Linked DNA regions of Ovis aries: region 1 is linked to region 2. A link is a contact called in public Hi-C data. All regions are on one chromosome and are shown on one strand. The core of a region is the stretch at or near the end of the contact, and the rest is flanking DNA. Distances in the headings are between cores, read along the strand shown. Region 1 overlaps C1H1orf226 (chromosome 1 C1orf226 homolog). Region 2 holds the start of C1H1orf226 (chromosome 1 C1orf226 homolog).

Region 1 (2,700 bases), core at 70-2,569, 160 kb before region 2:
TTAAAGGGACTGATAAAAGCATATCTCTTGAAGACATGGGGAAAAGGAAGTTATGGTCCCACATGGCAACCAGAGAAGGCAACTCATACACTTGGCGTGTCACTGACGTCCATTTTATATATTCCTTAATGGTTTCAGGTACACATGTCTGTGTCCACCAAGAGGCCTTAGGTCCTAAAGAGCAAGGACCACAATTTCTATGTACCCTTTTATAGTGCCTGGCACAGTGCAAAGTTTAGATCTTAAATAGATATTCATTAAATAGGCTTGAATAAAGAAGATGAGAAGAGACAAGTAAAGTAACTTCTAGCAGGCAAGGTTCTTTCATTTTAATTTACAGGAGAAAGGAGCTGGCTATTTATCAGGCTTCATTGCGACAGGCATTCCTCAGGACAAAGGCAGGCTTTCAGAACTACACAAGTGGCAGCTCCTTCTCCAGAGCTCTAGGCTTGGTATTTCCAAGGGAGAGCTAGGGGTCAATGGGAAAATGCACTGGCACAGGCACACGCCAGGGAAGTTGGCACAGCACCTGCTCAGGCTGGGACTGACTCCAGGCAGCCTGACCAAAGTCAAGAAAGCTCATAATTCACGCAGAGGAGAAATGAAAAACAATTCGGTCAGGTGGCACTGGATTGGGCAAGTGAATGTCAACTGAACTCAACAGTCAGGACCAGAAGTAGGGGACCAGTAGAGGTGTGGGCACATCCCTCTTTCAAAAACACAGCACCCAGGTGAAGGTGAAAGGTCTCTGCTTCTTGGATTGGGCAACTCCAGCTATAGCAACCTGTCAGCAAAAAGCCTGCAGAGGATGAATGGGAGAGTCTCCTCTCTTAATGCAAAAATTCCTAAGCAGGCAGCTCCCAGCTCCTACCACTGGATTAAAGGAGCAGAACAAAGCCAATTATTAGAGAAGGAAAGGCTCTGAGACAGGAAGTGCAGTTGGTTGTTATAGCTAGGGCTAAGGATGACAGTTGCCAGGGTATTCAAACATGTATGGAGAATAAAGCAAGAGGGAGCTATGATCATCAGTTTATGTCCTTTCGAAGGAAACATGTTAGGGTTTCCAGGACTACCTAACTGTACCTAGACTCTTCCAGGCAGGGGAGGTGGGCAGCCAGCCCTGCCCTGCTCCCCCTCAAAGTGCCCTATCATACCTGCTTTGCCTCGACACAACTCCTGTCGCACCCATGTTATTCAGGAGAGTCAGAAATGGTTACATTGAGCAAGAATCATAAGCTTAAGTGTCACTTGTGTGTAAATTAGTCATGGAACAGACTCTGAAGGGACAGTCTCTAGACTCATCCAGTAACTGGTATTGCCACACGCAGCTGAGCTCATCGACCCTGTCCCCTTCGTTGCCGCATTACTCCCGGGAGAGTTCAGAAGCTCCTCTTTCACAGAAATAGAAAAAAAAAAATTCTAAAATTTGTATGGAACTACAAAAGATCCAAATAGTCAAACAATCTTGAGAAAAAAGAACAAAGCTGGAGGCAAGACACTCTTGATTTCAAACTATATTACCAAACTACTGTAATCAGAAACAGTATGGTACTGGCATAAAAAGAGATACATAGAGCAATGAAGTGGAAGACAGAGTCCAGAAATAAGCCCATGGATACAGGCGACTAATTTTCAACAGAAGTCCCAATCATATATAAGGACAGTCTAAGGACAGGATAAGTGAAATTGTGAAAGTTGCTCAGTTGTGTCTGACTCTTTGTGACCCCATGGACTATACAGTCCTTGGAATTCTCCAGGCCAGAATACTGGAGTGGGTAGCTGTTCCCTTCTCCAAGGGGATCTTCCCAACCCAGGGATCAAACCTAGGTCTCCTGCACTGCAGGCAGATTCTTTTACCAGCTGAGCCACCAGGGAAGCCCAAGAATATTGGAGTGGGTAGGACAGTCTCTTCAAAAAATGGTGTTTGGAAAACCGGATGTCCACATGTAAAAGAACGAAATGGTACCCTTATCTTACCCCATACACAAAAATCAACTGAAAATGGGTTAAATACAAACATAAGACTTGAAATTATTAAACTCCTGTAAGAAAACAGGGAAAAATTTCTTGACATTGGCTTTGGCCAATGATTTTTGGATATGATACTAAAAGTTTAGCCAACAAAAGCAAAAATAAACAAGATGAACTATATCAAAGTGAAAAAGCTCATAACAGCAAAAGAAACCCACCCCCACCCCCCCAAACAAAATGAAAAGGCAATCTATGGATTGGAGAAAATATTTACAAACCATACATCTGATAAGGGGTTAATATCCAAAATATATAAGGAACTTCTACAATTAAATAGCAAACGAAATAACCCAACAAAAAATGGGCAAAGGGCCTAACTAACATCTCCAAAGATGACCTACAAATAGCCAACAGGCACATAAAAAGGTGTTCAACATCATTAATCACAGGAAAATAGAAATCAAAACCACAATGAGCTATCATCTCACACCTGTTCAGATGGCTATTATCAAAAGCAAACAAAAGAGAAGTGTCGGCAAGGATATGGAGAAAAAAGAATCCTTGTACACTGCTGGTGTGAATGGAAATTGGCGCAGCCACTATGTAGAACAATACGGAGTTTCCTCAATAAAACTACTATATGATTTAGCAATCCCTCTTTTGGGCATATATCCAAAAGAAATGAAATCAGTACTTCAGAGAGATGTCCGTCTTCCCATGTTCACTGCA
Region 2 (2,700 bases), core at 92-2,591:
TATTCACACCTGATGGTGCAGTTCAGAGGCTTCCGCCCCACCCCCTCTCCCAAGGACGGACCTGGGGCTCCGAGCTGAAAATTCCTGTTGCCGCGCCCGCCTCCCCCCGCCCTCACCGATAAATTCTTCAGCCGCAGTCCCCTACTAGATGCTGAAACTTCACATTACGCCACAAAACTAGCAACCGGGCAGCTTTCACCACACCTCCCCCTTCAATGACTGGCACTTGCAAAGGAGTCGTGGCTAATAAGGCATTTAGGAAGTGACTCTGACACCTGGCTGGGGTTACCAGGAATCTAAAAACAAACCCACCCCTGTATTATTTTCTTCAATCAGGAAGCAGGTATTCCCCTTATAAAAGACCTTTCTGAAAGCACCTCTCCCACGGGATCCCAACAGGTAAATGACACCAAAGCTTCCCTAAAGCGATTCTAAAGAACCAAGTGCAGGCTACGCTCCCCGACTGGCTTCTTCTCAGAAGGAGGGATCAGGGAAGTAACTCAGTGAGTCCTGGGTGGGTAAGGAGGGGGCAGTTTGCAGGTGGGAGGAGGGGGATGAAGCAATACCGCTCAAACTTTGCAGTTACTCTGTAGCAGTTCTGGGCAGGAACCCGCGGAATTCTATACAGAGAAGGGGAGTCATCCTCCCTAACAGAAAGGCCCCCAAATCAGCCTAACCCACCACCAGCTCTGCGTCCGGGATGGCTGCGCATCCCATCCGCTCAGACATGCCCCCTCCGGGACAGTCCCTTCCCCGGGGCCCCTCACCTTGGCCTCGAAGCAGATGCCGTGCTGGAAGGCGTCCTCGTTGTGCAAGGGGATCCGCAGGTCGTGACCATCGTCCACAAGGTTGTACTTGGTTTTGCTGGGCATGGTGACCCGCGGTGGACCGGCTCCTCCGGAGGCGGTGGAGGCAGGAAGGAGCTGGCGAGACCGCTGGGAGGGGAGGCGGGAGCCGGGGGCGGCGGCGCGCGGAGGGGGCGCAAGCGGAGGGTCGCCGGGTTGGAGGCGCCCCGGCCGCGCGGCGGCCGTGGAAGCCGGGACTCGGAGAGACGCCGAGGGCCGGGCGGCACGGATGCGGGCGACGCGAGCGGCGCTGTGGCCGCGCAATTCCTGCCGGCGAGGAAGGCGGCGGGGGCGGCGGTGGGAGCGGGCAGCGCGGCGCCCAGGCCGGGGGAGGGGAGCGGTGGGCGCGCGGCCCGCGCTGGGACTGGGCGCGGCGCTGGCCCGGGAACAGAGGCGCGGACAGCCCGGGACGAGGAAGAAAAGGCGGCGGCGGCGGCGGAGCTGGGTGCCTGTCACGGAGACGCCGGATCAGCCGCCGGCGAGCGACTCCTCCTGCGGGGCGGGCCCGGGCCGGCTCCTCCCGCAGGGCGCCCAGGCTCCGCCCGCCGCCGGGCCCGCCCCCGCGCTGCCCGCGGAGCAGGTGAAAGTCCCCGGGAGCGTGGCGCCCGGCTCTGCCCGCGTCCCCGGGCTGGACCCCGGGAACTTCGCCCTGACCCTGGACAGCCGGTGTCCCAGGAACGCAGGCTCAGTCCTGTTTTTGTTTTTTACAGTCAGAGTCTGAGCCAGGCTCCTAATAGTTAGCAGCGGCGGCGCCTTGGGTTTTCTGTTTTTGTTTTTGGAGGGGGGAGGGGCTGGTGTTTATTGTTTTGTTTTTAATGTTTTACCAGGAAGGCCCAAGTCCTGGCCCGTGTGTATTCAGACCATTAATTCTGAGAGTTTCCTTTCTTTGGAGAATCAAGACTGCACCCAAATGGAGGACGATCGCAGGTGCTTTGTGTTCGTTCCTTTGAGCTGTTTTGTGACTTGTATTATTGGAGGGTTGTGGGGATGCCTTTGGGGGTGGTTTTAGTGTTAATGTTAAAACCATAAGCCTCATGGAAATGGAATAGGCCGATGAAGCGTACTAAGGACAAAAGAGCCCACAACGTTTCCATTTTCTTAAACAACCTAAAGCTGGTTGTAGACAAAATGGGCTTCCAAGTTAGTACTCTTCCTATCTTAGGAAGTGCTTCAGTTCAATTTGCTTATTGTTAAGAAGAGACCCATTCACTTTTCTCCTTTACACCAAGAGGTTTTTTTTGCCATGCAAAAATGTGCAAAGGAAGGGCGGGGCAAAGGGATAGTTAGTGACCAATTATGTATCAGACCCCATGGGTAGAGGAACATGGGTTAATACTACCCGCGAGTCAAAAGTAACCGGATAGTCTGGTGCCAAAGCTAGCCCAACCTGAGATCACTGAGAGCCAATGGTCAGCAACTCTGCTGAATTCAATTTAAACCTACTAATACCTTGTGGACACATCCACCCGGGACAACTTGACATACAGACACTATTGTTGTATAGTCAAGGCCCCAAAAGCATCACAATAAAATTACTTCCAAGAGGCATGTCTTCCTATAATATTTCTGTGATACATTTATATAAGAGAACACATTATTGTCATAAATCTATTTCTTATTTTGCCCCATAGTGCTGAAGTACAATTGCTCTTTGCTATATGTTGCCTGATCCCTACCTGCTGAAATTACTGGTCAAGATGTAGCCTCTTCTGGGATATCTCCTTATATGAAAGCAAGCTGATGACTAAAACAAATTAATCATATACCTTCTGCTGTATAAACTTTATTATATTCATAAATATTAGTAAGAACCAAAAATAATTTGCACGGAGGAAATGCTCCACTAACCTTTTTA

Evidence for each region. A called contact is a pair of places that touch in the nucleus more often than the background predicts.
Region 1: a Hi-C map of liver shows a contact between it and region 2, with 9 times the contacts expected there. The contact joins the enhancer-like site here to the promoter of C1H1orf226 in region 2. A contact is called at or near these places in 2 of 16 Hi-C or Micro-C datasets (hypothalamus and liver).

The regions. Positions count from the first base shown.
Region 1 is chr1:113,702,835-113,705,534 of ARS-UI_Ramb_v3.0, reverse strand. All of the region lies in intron 2 of C1H1orf226 (chromosome 1 C1orf226 homolog), which reads right to left. Among named protein-coding and RNA genes, the nearest start is that of C1H1orf226, 160 kb to the right of the region's middle. Within about 2 kb of position 1,319, at least 11 of the 54 cell types and tissues checked have an H3K27ac peak or open chromatin away from gene starts, as enhancers often do. A contact at or near this core is called in liver, where this site is marked.
Region 2 is chr1:113,541,223-113,543,922 of ARS-UI_Ramb_v3.0, reverse strand. It overlaps C1H1orf226 (chromosome 1 C1orf226 homolog), which reads right to left and starts at 1,341. Exons shown (of 12, transcript XM_012185108.5): 1 at 768-1,341. The coding sequence starts at 872.